2 separate regions of the Zea mays genome follow, and region 1 is linked to region 2. The links are chromatin contacts, called in public Hi-C maps. All regions are on one chromosome and are shown on one strand. The core of a region is the stretch at or near the end of the contact, and the rest is flanking DNA. Distances in the headings are between cores, read along the strand shown.

Region 1 (6,628 bases), core at 1,269-3,768, 310 kb before region 2:
TGGGATATTGGTTGGAGCTCAGATGCTGGCAATCACAAAAAAATGAACCATCGTTATGAAGTTGTTCAAGTTCTTTCTGATCTCATCACGAGCACTAGCATTATTGTCATGCCACTTGTGAAGTTAAAAGGCTATGTTAGCTTATTTGTGCAGTCTGGAGAGGCAGCTCCGTATGTGATACCTCAGGGTGACACACTAAGATTTTCTCATTGTGTCCCGCATTATTTGATGAGCGGAACTGAAAAAGAAGGCATTCCAGAAGGATCTCTTGAACTTGATCCTGCAGCGCTTCCCTCCAACTTGGAAGAGGCTTTTCCTTCTGCTAACCCAGAATGCAGTTCTGTAAGAAGTAAGGAGCATAACTCCAAACATGCTGGTTTGTCCAGTGAAGATTGCAAAGAAACCATGAATGTGGGGCAGCGGCAACAGACAAAATCTGTGAATGCAGGGATCGCTACAAAAACACCAAATGAAGAGAAAATCAAGCATAACACTCATCTGCCTGAAGTTACAGATGTCGATGACGATAACATTTGCCAAACAGAGTATGTATGCGCTGAATCAGAATTCTATGATTTTTCAAGAATAAGATTTCTCCAAAAGTTTTCATCTGGGCAAATCTGGGCTCTCTATAGTGATATAGATAAATTCCCCAATTACTATGCATTCATACAGAAAGTCGATCTTAAAAATGGTACAGTACAAGTTAGATGGCTGGATGTCTGTCCTCGAGGAGAAGTGGAGAAAAGATTGTCCCAAGAAGAACGGACCATTGGCATTGGAACCTTTAGGCTTGGCTATATCTTCGATATGATGACTTACACTGGTACAGATCCCTTTTCTCATCCTGTTAAGGCCAGAGCTACTGGCAGAAAAGGTGAATATGAAATACTTCCTCGTCATGGTGAGATATGGGCGGTTTACAAAAACTGGGAGGCTGTATGGACTGCACAGGATTTTGAAAAATGTGAGTATGAACTGGTGGAGATACTTGGCCATACTGATTCCTCCATACAAGTTCAGCTTCTAAGGAAGGTCGATGGTTATAAGATGGTATTTATGTCATACAGAGCAGAGGGTTCTGTGATGACAATAAGGAACGATGAGTACCCCAAGTTCTCTCACCAGATTCCTTGCTTTCGTCTCACACATGAAAAAGGTGGCAAGCTTCGAGGCTATTTGGAGCTTGACCCCTTATCAGTACCAGAGGAATTTCTCGACTGATTCCATCTGAGATAAACTTTATCAACCACAAATCTGGAACCTTCTTGTGATGAAGTTTCTGTAACTGAGGCTCAGTTAATGTTAAGGTCGACAGGTCAACATTGTTCAAATGACACTGACATAAGATGTCTGGATTTCAGCATTCGTAGCACTAACGTTCTTAAGGCTCTGTTCGTTTAGTCCGGATTGGAGGCCAGAACCATTCCAACTCATCAAGCTAATACAAATTTGTGAACTATTCTAATCCGGAACCAATCCAGTAAAGTATTCCGGAAGAACCGAACGGGCACTAAAGGTGGACTACCAATCTGCACAATGAAGGCATTGACTGTTGGACTCTTTGCTGGGTGGCTGTCCTGCAGCTGTAATTCACAAGCCGAGTAAATTGTTTGTAGTTAGCTTCAGCTGTATCTGGGGTTTATGGTGTAAAAACTGCCACTTCTCTTGTAGTGTACTCTGGTAGTGCTGTATTTGAGCTGTGGGGTGCCATCCTGATTAATTATCAGAGTTCTATTGGCCACCCTTACAGGAACTGAAACATGAAATGGAGTCAGCCAGGTCAGGCTCATCGATCAATGTGTTATGATTGTGTTGTTTTGCAGGGGACAAGGCCTCTTTCTATTCGCATTTCTCTGTATATACAAGTTACACTTACACGTCATGATTTTTTATATGGCCATTTCTTCTCTTGAATTGTGTTTACTTGATATTACTAGTATTAGATGTTGTAACACCACAAAATCTTACTTTGAGAATTTAGTAATACTTTTCAAAGGTTTTGAATTAAGACATATTTGACTAAAGAATTTTTCTACCTTTGAAGTCACTCTTTCCAAAATGTTGATACTTTCTATATAAAATTAAACAAAAGAGACTTATTATCTCTAGTTGAAGTATATGGAAGAGAATCATGTTAAAATATTTTCTAATACCTAGTCTACAGTAGAAATTATATTTCCTTAAAGATAAAAGAGTATGTATGCATGGCATGTTTTGGTGAGTAATTATTTGAAGGAATGTAATAATAAGCAAATAAAAGAAATAAATAATCAAAAATACTTGAATGTCTTCACACTGGAGTTTTTTGTTTGTACAATAAAACTTGAACTCAAATCTAAAACAAGATGTGGACTTGGTTTTGAATTTGAAATTGGAAAAACAAAATAGAAATGAAATTAGAAAAAAAAAGACAAGGATACCTGCATTGGGCCGAAATCGGTTGGCCCACCGTGGCCCAACCGACTCACGCACAGCTATCCACGCCTTCACTGACGCACGGGCCTTCGGGCCACTCTCTCCCAGCCGCGTGCATGCCTTTCGTCGAGCCATCGCGATGTGGGTCCACCTGGGCAGCCGCAGCCCTGTAGATCTTCTTGCTCCAATCATCGACCGTGATCTCCACGGCTCTGCGCAACGACCGCGCCACCTAGGGGCATGTTCGGTTCACGTGGATACATTCCAGAAAGGGATTTATTCCAGATAGGGATTGAGTTAATCCCCTCCTATCACTTAAACCCCTTGGATTTATTCCAGAGAGGGATTGTAATCCCTGGCACTAAAATGTTGTTCGGTTAATCCAGGGATAGAGAAAATACTAGCCTCAAAATAACTCAAACAGGTGCCCTAACGTTCAGTACACGTTTCAAACAGATGCACTGAACATGCGATTTTAAACAACCACAATAATACCAAAATAAAAATTTTCAGTCAGCTCAATATTAATGCCTTTCCAAACAACCTGCACAATTATCTCATGGTCTGTTAAAACTAATAAGTTGCAAAAGCTTACATTTCCAGTGTACTAAACATGACGAGATCATAGATCTAGATAATGATTCATCTCACTCTTTGATAGAACAAGTACATAAAACCCGTCGAGAAGACATTCTTCCTCTAAAGATTAGAGCTACTTCGTACATAACTCGACCCCTGGAAGTCTAGAACTGTCGTAAAAAGAAAAATGCCATTAAAAATACATGTCAGCAACTATAACAATTTAAGCAAGGTAAACCACACATCTCACGGTAGAACCAAATTTACAATTTAGTATATGCCACATGACTCAATAAAGAGCAAAAAAACTAAGCTTTCACTACCAGAACAAAAGAGAGAAGGTTGATATTGATACTAAGATATCCATCACTGAAAATGCAGGTATGAGAAAGCTAATGGTCATTATTGAAAATGTATTCATTAGTGAAAATGTATGTGGTACCACTATTCAAAAGCTTATTACACACATATCATACATATTGCTGGTATGTAAAATTGTAGCAACATACTGTTTGCCTTCCAAGAATTGTAAAATACGAAATAATTGTAGCAACATACTGTTTGCTAATCTAAAATATGAAATAATGCAAGGTATGTAAAATTGAGTACGCAGTTAACCTTAGGTATACCTACTAAGTCATCTCATTCCTCAACCACATCAATGCAGCCTCTCTATCATCATTACAGGCACTCAAGAAATCTGTCGATTGTCAGAGTCCTTGAACACCTTATAGGCTTTGACCTTCTCCTCCTTTGTGACTTCCAATGTGTTTAGAACTGCTATGCAATTCTTAATTGAGAAATCATCACTTCCTCTAACCTCCCTTTCTCTTGCCAATTGTGTCGCTTCATCTTCAACTTGTTTGCTTCTAATTTTTAGATCCCAAGACGGTGGAAATTCTTCTCCAACTCGAACCGGTGCAGGAATAATCTAGAAATATAATTGGTTTTTGTTAAAAATACATCTACAAATATAATAGTTTATAACAGAAACAAGGAATAAATAGAGTTGAACTCTGCAACTCGATAGACTCCATATTTTCTTGATATTTTACAACAGAGAAACACAACATAATCATGCCTTAAATAAAATTTAGGATACAAAACCAGTTACTACAATCAACTATCCTTCTTTCTAAGAACATCATCACCCAAATTTAGGTTTCAAAATTATAAAATTGGATAAGCTAATAAGCTGCAGAGTCGCTCCTACCATCATCACCCAAATAAGAAGCTGACAACTGATCTGTGCGGTCTAAAGACGAAAAAATGATCATATTGATTGCTAACATACACTAAGTGAAGGATTGGATTTGTTCTAAAGATCAAAGCTTCCCTGGAAGGCGACAGATCTATTCTATGATTTGAGACATTTTTTAAAGATTGGATTAGGATTGTAGTCACTTGTTTCTGTTGAGTTTATATTGTAATCAGATTAACTCAAGTTAATACCTCCAGTGGAGAATTGTAGAAAGGAGTAACCATGCTATGTACATGTCTTCTGCATAAAAGAAAGGCGATAGAGTTTAAAATCCAGTTGTGCTAAACATGATGTTCAATTGTTCATAACCTGAGGCACCCGTGTAAAACTACTAGCGCCTACCACATTGGTGTACAGTATACAGACAAGGTCGCTTTCAATCCTCTCATCAACAAAATATATTGATCCAATAAAAAAGTCAGAAATAGTTGTGCCGTCGTACACATATCCAAAACAAATAACTTAAATGGAGATAAAAAGCTCGAGGACTCATATAAGTCATACAGAGCACAAAAGTGTACTGTCCTAAAAGTTTACTGAAGTTCTAATATTCTGAAAACTCAAGAAGCAAAACTCCACCTACAGGAAAGATATTTGATTCACTTCTATATGGCCTGAAGATGGAAAGGAGTTAGAGGAGGATAACGTGTGTACCGGCGAGAAGTAGCCACCGTGATAGCATGGACGCCGGTCAGGCGGTGAAGAAGCCACTGTCAGATCTGCAAAATCAAAGTAGTTACCTACTAAAAGCTATACTGGACCAGAACTAAAATTACAACCCAGCAATGCACCAACGTGCATCATCAGACCTGTAGTGATGCAAATAACAGGGAAAATTCACTACAAACAAATCCTTGGCTACTGCTCCTAATCACCGCACAAATTCTGACGGCAATCAGAAGCGTTGGTCGGTTCAGTGACTGCAATCAGCATTGGTTAACTGTATTCTTATTGGGAAGGTCTTGCTACCTATACAGAGATCCAAGTTTATGCGCCATGTGTGTGCGCGCATGCATGAATTAATGCTATCCATTAACGAATTAATCACCGCATAAATTCTGAATGCAATCAGAAGCGCTGCATCAGCTAACATATTCGATCTCCACAAATCACAAGCTACCAGCTCTTCCATCCGTTCAGTGATGTTGCTGATCTACGGAGACCTACGGACATAGATAACAGGACGCTCGTCGTTTTTGCTTTCCGAAGATCTACGGAGCCTTACCTGATCCCAGCCGCAAGGCGCACCAGATCTCCGTCTCCGTCCTGTTGCTGCCGTCTCGTGGATGTTGTGGACGCCGCCGCAGTCGCCTTCGTCCCGGAGCCGCCGCAGCCTCCTGCGCCGCCAACGAGCGCAGATTCTTTCCACGCCGATGGGACGAGGGTTGTAACCCGGTCGAGATGATGTGGGAACGTCCGGGATGGGCGGGGTTGACGCCCGAACAGGCTTAAACGAACGTTGTTTTTGCGTGGGCCGGTATTTCAACCACGGAGGTCTGATCCCGGGAGGATTCTTTCCAATCCAGACTGATCCCGGCCGAAGCGAACAAGGCCTAGGTGGGATCTGGAGCTCGTTGCGGCCGCGGACTCCACGCCCCTATAAAACCAGACCTCGCCATTGAGAGAGGGAGGGAACCGTTGGGAGCTTGGACCGTCGTCGCCGACGTACCTCATCCTCAGAAGCTGTTCAGGGACCAAGGAGGGACGCCGGGTTTGCGCTCGGCGTGCGGCGTGTGTACGTGGGATAGCCGAGCCAAGACCTCGACCCAAGCGTGGGCAATTGCTCACCAGCGCGTGTCACCGTCGTGGATTTGCCACTCACCGTGGGTCGGCTTCTCTATCGCCTCTGAACCCTAGTAAGACCCCCATCATCTTCACCATGCTCGGTGCATCACGTAGCTGCTGACCGGGGTAGAAATAGGCACTGGGGCACCTAGATGTTCACTCACCGGAGAAGCTCCGCCGCGGTTAGGGCGGCGCCGCCGTGATATGTGGCTGAGGGAAAGGGGTGGGCTAGGAGCTGTTGATCTTGCAACATGCGGTAGAGATTTGACGTCATACCGCTTGGGGTTGAACGATCTGGCGCTTTGATCTAAGAATGGGTGGACCTGTGCCCATCTGGTGCTTTAGAAATCTGGGTCGTTGATCCTCGATCTAAGGGCGGCCGATGCATACATGTTCACCTGCGGCCCAAAATCATTTGTACCCCTTCGGATGAGCGATTTATCATAAGAGCCCTCGGGTTTCGTTCAAATCAACCCGCAGTCCATCCATAGTCAAAAGTAATTACGAATGAGTCCTGTTTTAGCAGATTAAACTGCGATCTTTTACAAAATAGTTTCCCCAGTTCGGATTCTTTAATAATTATAA
Region 2 (7,180 bases), core at 4,275-6,774:
GTGCCTCGCCCTTAGCCTTTTTGTATGCCTTCTTCTTCTCCTTCTTATTTCCCTGTTCCTGGTCACTATCGTTATTGGGGCAGTTAGCGATAAAATGACCAATCTTACCACACTTGAAGCATGAGCACTTCCCCTTTGTCTTGGTCTTGCTTGGCTGCCCCTTGTGACCCTTTAGCGCCGTCTTGAAGCGCTTGATGATGAGAGCCATCTCTTCATCATTTAGCCCCGCCGCCTCAACTAGTGCCACCTTGCTAGGTAGCGCCTCCTTGCTTCTTGTTGCCTTGAGAGCAAAGGGTTGAGGCTCATTGATTGGACCATTCAATGCGTCGTCCATGTATCTCGCCTCCTTGATCATCATTCGCCCGCTCACAAACTTCCCAAGAACTTCTTCGGGCGACATCTTGGTGTACCTAGGATTTTCACGAATATTGTTCACTAGATGTGGATCAAGTATAGTAAAGGACCTTAGCATTAAGCGAACGACGTCATGGTCCGTCCATCACGTGCTTCCGTAGCTCCTTATTTTGTTGATGAGGGTCTTGAGCCGGTTGTATGTTTGGGTTGGCTCCTCGCCCCTTATCATTGCAAATCTCCCGAGCTCGCCCTCTACCAATTCCATCTTGGTGAGCAAGGTGACGTCATTCCCCTCATGAGAGATCTTGAGGGTGTCCCAGATCTGCTTGGCATTGTCCAAGCCGCTCACCTTATGGTACTCGTCCCTGCACAACGAGGCTAACAACACAGTAGTAGCTTGTGCATTTTTGTGAATCTGTTCATTAATAAATATAGGACTATCCGAGCTATCAAATTTCATTCCATTCTCAACAATCTCCCATATACTTGGATGGAGAGAGAATAGGTGACTACGCATTTTGTGACTCCAAAATCCGTAGTCCTCCCCATCAAAGTGTGGAGGTTTGCCAAGAGGGATGGAAAGCAAATGTGCATTTGAGCTATGCGGAATACGAGAGTAATCGAAAGAAAAGTTTGAATTAACCGTCTTTCTTTTGTCGTAGTCGTTGTCGTCGTTGTCCTTTTGGGAAGAAGTGGACTCATCGCTGTCGTCGTAGTAGACGATCTCCTTGATGCGTCTTGTCTTCTTCTTCTTCCCATCTTTGAGTTTGTGGCCTGAGCCCGAGTCGGTAGGCTTGTCATCTTTGGGCTCGTTGACGAAGGACTCCTTCTCCTTATCATTGATCACAATCCCCTTGCCCTTAGGATCCAACTCTTCGGGCGGTTAGTCCCTTTCTTGAAGAGAACGCCTCTGATACCAATTGAGAGCACCTAGAGGGGGGGTGAATAGGTGATCCTGTGAAAACTTGAAACTTAATCCACAAAAACTTGATTAGGCGTTAGCACAATAATGCCAAGTGGCTAGAGAGGAGTCTCAACAAAACACAATAACCACAAGAGATCGATCACAGAGATGGCACAGTGGTTTATCCCGTGGTTCGGCCAAGACCAACGCTTGCCTACTCCACGTTGTGGCGTCCCAACGGACGAGGGTTGCAATCAACCCCTCTCAAGCGATCCAAAGACCCACTTGAATACCACGGTGTTTTGCTTGCTTTACTATATCCCGTTTGCGAGGAATCTCCACACTTTGGAGCCTCTCGCCCTTACACTTGAAGTTCACAAAGAAGCACGGAGTAAGGGAGGGATGAGCAACACACTCAAGACAAGAAATCACAGCAACACCACGCACACAAGTCGCAACAAGAGCTCACAACACAACTCAATGAGTTCACAACTCAACTAGAGCTCTAATTGCTATCGCAAGGAATCAAGAGCGCGGAATCGATGTCTTAGTGCTTAGGAATGCTTAGAGAATGCTTGGTGTACTCCTCCATGCGCCTAGGGGTCCCTTTTATAGCCCCAAGGCAGCTAGGAGCCGTTGAGAGCATTCCAGGAAGGCAATTCTTGCCTTCTGTCGCCTGGTGCACCGAACAGTCCGGTGCGGATTTCCTTCCTAAGTTGGCGAAGCCGACCGTTGGCTGCCTTGGAGCCGTTGGCGCACCGGACACTGTCCGGTGCCCCCTACTAGCTGTTGGCACGGCCACGTGTCCCGCGCAGATCGCGCGGCCGACCGTTGGCCCGGCCGACCGTTGGCCCGGCCGACCGTTGGCTCACCGGACAGTCCGGTGCACACCGGACAGTCCAGTGAATTTTAGTCGTACGCCGTTAATTACTTCCCGAGAGCAGTTAGTTCGTCTGAGCCAGCCTGGCACACCGGACACTGTCCGGTGCACCCAGATAGAGCTGACTTTGGCTGAACAAAGCCATCTCTTCTTCAATTTGATTTCTCCTGTTTCCAGCACTTAGACACAATACATTAGTCTCTAAAACAATGTACTAAGTCTGAGAAACATACCTTTATACTTGATTTGTACTTTGTCCACCATTTTACACTTAGGCACTTGTGTTGGACACTAAATCACCAAAATACTTAGAAATGACCCAAGGGCACATTTCCCTTTCAAGTTGCGCATCTTTACCCATAAGTCATGTTACCCATCTGCCAAGGGATCGCGACTTCCCATACACCTCTACCGAGGAGGCGAGGCAGGGTAACACTACAAGGCCTTTACAAAGTTCCACTAGCTTCAGAAAACCCGCTACAGTTTCTAGGAAGCTCCAATGCAGGGACCCCTCACCTGACCGCCATCGCAGCAAAATCAACCCAAGGGCCTCCCTACACTGACCACTCCCCTACTGTCCTTGCCCCTTTCGGGTAAGGTAGTCCTCCACTAGTTTTCCTAATTAGCCAGCCAAGGGCATCCCATACCACCCTTGTGGTAGCACTGTTTTCTCGGGTGGTCGCTCCATGTTCCAATTAACATAATGATCTTATCATGAAAAGTAAATAACAAACGGATAATAAAAGTATGATCATGAATAATGTATATCTCCATACCCAAAACCATATAAAGCAATAGCAGGTACTACCCAAAAATTCAGTGGTAAACAAGGTATAAAGATAGTCAAACTAGAATAACCTATTGGGTCCCATCAAAATTAAGGTATAAAGATAGTCAAACTAGAATAACCTATTGGGTCCCATCAAAATTAACCTATGTAGATCATTATGATTAATAAGAACATGACTGGATAAAAAGAAGTGATCAAGGGCACAACTTTCCTGAGACTTGAGATTCCAGGTACCAACTTGCTCTTCAGGTGACTCGTAACCTCGCTGCTAGTCGTAGCAATACAAACAGACATGGTACAGGAAAAATTAACATCACAACGAACATAAGATCAAATTGCATAAGAATAATCTACAAGTTGTTACGAGATCGTGGGTTCGAGAACCACTAAAATCGGAGTTACGGTTAGAAAGTTATGAATTTCCAAAGATTTAAGTGTTATATACAAAAGAAATTATGTGCACCATTTTTACCTATGTTTCATAACAAAATAAGGTTACCAGATGATAAATAATATCAATTTATTGCAGCTGGAATGAATCAATTTGGAGTTAAAATAAATTAAATATGAATTAAACAAGTTTCAGGAATTATTTTTATACTAAAATCATTTTCTGATTTAATTATGAATATTTCTAATAATTCTGGACTACGGACAAAATTTACAGAGAGATCAGGGTTGTTTTCATTAATTTCAGGGCCTCCCTGCAATGATTTTAATATTAACCTGGACGCCGGGTTGATTTAACTATCTTCGGGGGGTCTCTTTAGTAAATGTTACACCGCGAAGGGGTATCCGCTAGCCACGGCCACTCAGATCTAATCCTACGGCCCACATGAAACTGATCCCATGCACGAACCGGTATGTGATGATGTCCGCAGGATCAAAGATCCACGCCCAACAATCCTTCCTGCCCTAAAATTGCATCGGAGCGGTCCGATCGCCATCCAACAGTGACGCTAGGATGCAACCGAAACGATATTCGACGACCTAATCTCGTGCGTTCATCTGGTATCCAACGGTTACCGCGCCATACCCACGCCACCAGGTACCCCCGCACGGCGGAGCAAGACCCCCCCACGACGGTGTGCTCGCTGAAGTTCGACAAACCCGCGACCGACGCTCTACTTCACAGCTAATCCCGAGATTTATAAAGAGTAGGGATAAGCGAGCTTGATGGCGACATTCTCACCGACAATTATTGCCCAGGTAGTGCTGGCCACAGCGGAGAGCGAGTGAACGGCGGAACCTTTCCTCCGACGACAAATTCACACCAACCCGGCCACGAAACTTGTGTGGCGAGACCACGGACACCGACAGAGTGTTGAGGCGAAGCTCCCTGAATGGCTTGGGGTAGCCCGACGTCGGCGGTCACGTGCTTCAGCGACGGCGGAAACTGCGGCAACGACGGTTCTCTGTCTCTATTCTCCTAGGGCACGACTAGCTCTGGGTTTGGGGGGGGGGGGGTCGCAGCGCCACGGGTTTTATATGCGCCAACCCCGAAGTTCGAGCAGGAGGGGGAAATGACTCCGCGAGATCCCCGTAGGATCCAGCGGCGCGGCGCGGTCCCGTCGGGAGGTAGTTGACGACTTCTGAGCAAGAGGGCCACCAACCAGCGAGACACGAGCTTCCGTATCAACACTGGTGGGAGGCTGGGGGATGGGCCAGGTGCGTAAGTGACTCGGCATGGCTGAGATCCCGTTTTGCTGACGGGTGGGACCCTGTTGTCAGTGTGTGTCGCGTAGCAAAAGGTGGGGAGGACGGAGTGGGCCGCGATGGTATGCCAAGTTGGGCCCTGGGATGAGGAAGCCGACCCAACCGAAGGTAAGCTTTTTCTTTATTCTTTCTTTATTCTTTTTCTTCAAAATTCCAAATTTAAAGGTTCAAACCAAATTTTAAATTCCTATTTTGCACTTTCAATTTTCCCCAAGTGCCAAAATTAATAATAATGTGATTATAACCTCTAATATTATTTATTTAGTATTTTCCTTGTTATGTACTTATGGGAGGAATGAATGGTTGCATTAGAATTCCTTTTCTCATTTTTTCATTTTATGTCTTTATTTAAAATTGGAGGTCTAATTTAAGGTATGGTTTTGATAAAGTGCGTCACACAAAATTATAAACAAGAGATTCATCCTTCTTTGTTTGTTTACTGGTTGCTCCACCTCCACTACTTCAATATTATTGATAGATTATAATAAGGAAGGATCCTAATGAAATTTTCAAAGGTTTCAACAATTCCCAAATTACCATGATAAATATATTTCTTTATTTATTCTACTATTATTATTATATATTTTTTATCAATTTTGGGCTTTACATCCATAAGTGTAGGATCGAGTGAAAAAAGTTTTCCTTTTACATTTTCTTATGGCCTGACCCGAGCACAATATTGGGCTAACTTTGTTGGCTCGCGCCCAACTGACGGCCGTGTTGGATCGGGCTTTTTATTGGGTTAGGTTGGTCCTGGGCCACTAGGGAGCCGAAGGAAAAGCTCGGCCGGTCGGGCGGGCGGGCCTCGGGGGAGCCGGTGGAATTCGACGACGAAACTCCGTCACGTCATTCCTATGCGCCTCCCGTCTGGCCGTCTTCCAGACGTCTCCAATCGGAGCTCCCAGCGTCTCGGAGAAGAGGAGCAGCACGGCACGGCAGCTGTGGCGAGGAAGGCTCTTGTCCTGTCCCATCCCAACCCAGCAGCCGTCCAAGGAGGAGGAGATCCAATCGGCGTGCAGGCGTCCACCGTCCATCCATCGATCCAATTCCAATCTGCAGGTGAGCAGCTCGTTGAGATTCCCAATCAACAGCTCGAATCGCCTGCTCTCCCATCCTATTGAATGAAACTATGGTATAGAATTGGTTTGCCTAGTTATTATCTCGAATTAATTTGTAAAGATCTCCACTTTGGTTCGATTTGATTGTTTCTTCAACTAGTGGCATATTGTTCTGCTTCTTACGTGATTCCATTAGGCCTCTGCGTCGCGGCTTGTTCGTGGAGGAGAGGTTGCTGTGGAACCCGCCGCCAGTTAGCCATGTCGTCCTCCGTGCTGAGGGCTGCGGCCGACAGGGCTATTCGCAGGCAGGCCCTCACGCTGACGGACGCCGCGGCGTCCAGGATCCGGCAGCTCCTCAGCCTCAGGCAGCGGCCATTCCTGCGGCTCGGCGTCAAAGCGCGTGGTTGCAACGGCCTCTCGTACACGCTCAACTATGCCGGTATACTTACCGCTTCCTTATTGCACGGATCAACTTCCTGCACCAGTTTTCCATTGTTTCACATTAACAACATCCGATTTCATCCACAACAGAAAGAGAGGGAAATGGATAAAGTGATAAGCTTATGTTATGTTACACATCTTGCTTAATACTGCCCCGGTCATCTAATATGCAGAATTATGTATAATATCCTTCATTGCGAATTGTTACTTCTGTTGGATCATGATGATTTCAGTTCAGTCATATACCATGTTTGTGTTCTTACCATTTCGCTTTTATTTTCGTTACTGTTCAGTTGTATGTCGGTGTGCCAGTTTAATTACCAGAATATTCACAATACCCTTTGATGGATCTATAAGTGGATCAAAGGGGGGCTAAATAATTGGAAGGTAGAAAATTTATGAGTCATAAACTAAATAAACAACTTAATAGATGTAATGATGAATAGAAATAATAGGATACATTTAAAATGATCGGGGTGACATATAACATAGTGTTTCTTGTGGACAAAAAGCACTTTAGTATTTTTTTATCTTCCATGGATGTAAACAAATGTCACTCTATGTAGCAATTTAGAATCAATTATTCATGCCAAAAAATTGGAATTGGCAATCAAAGTGGGATGAACATGAACTGAAGTTCTAGACCATAGAACATCCTGTACCTCATTGGCTCACTGCAGCAGCTAGCATACCAACAGATGGGGGATGAGAGCGGCGGTCGCCTGGCCGGCTAGACACCTGCCCGACGCCACCTAGGGATGTTATTCCCTTTGAAAGGTGATCAGCTGGGCGCCTGCTACCTGACCGTCTGGTGCCATCGCTCCCCTTAGTGCTGGGGGTCTCTGGCCATGTCCTTGGGGATTGCCCGTTGGGGTACTGGCCCGCTGGGGGCGATTGCTGTTGACTGACTAGAGCCAACCGCAGCAGGGATGCCTGGGCGCAGCTTCCTGTAAGATGCCGCAACGGAGATCAGAAACGTTGGCGAACAGAGAGGCGTCGGGAATCAGAGCATCTGTGCCGCCCGAGTTGGAGAAGAG

What was found. Hi-C and Micro-C count contacts between places; a contact is called where the count stands out from the background.
Region 1: a Hi-C map of tassel shows a contact between it and region 2, with 2.3 times the contacts expected there. The contact joins the enhancer-like site here to the promoter of LOC100280739 in region 2. A contact is called at or near these places in 2 of 25 Hi-C or Micro-C datasets (endosperm and tassel).

Annotation. Positions count from the first base shown.
Region 1 is chr8:8,145,156-8,151,783 of Zm-B73-REFERENCE-NAM-5.0, reverse strand. It overlaps LOC103634727, which reads left to right. Exons shown (of 3, transcript XM_020542766.3): 3 at 1-1,885. The coding sequence ends at 1,224. LOC118473077 (a long non-coding RNA gene) reads left to right here and starts at 5,637. Exons shown (of 2, transcript XR_004851841.1): 1 at 5,637-6,114. Within about 2 kb of position 2,518, at least 14 of the 20 cell types and tissues checked have an H3K27ac peak or open chromatin away from gene starts, as enhancers often do. A contact at or near this core is called in tassel, where this site is marked.
Region 2 is chr8:7,840,487-7,847,666 of Zm-B73-REFERENCE-NAM-5.0, reverse strand. It overlaps LOC100280739 (HESB-like domain-containing protein 2), which reads left to right and starts at 5,524. Exons shown (of 4, transcript NM_001155722.1): 1 at 5,524-5,703; 2 at 5,899-6,141. The coding sequence starts at 5,961.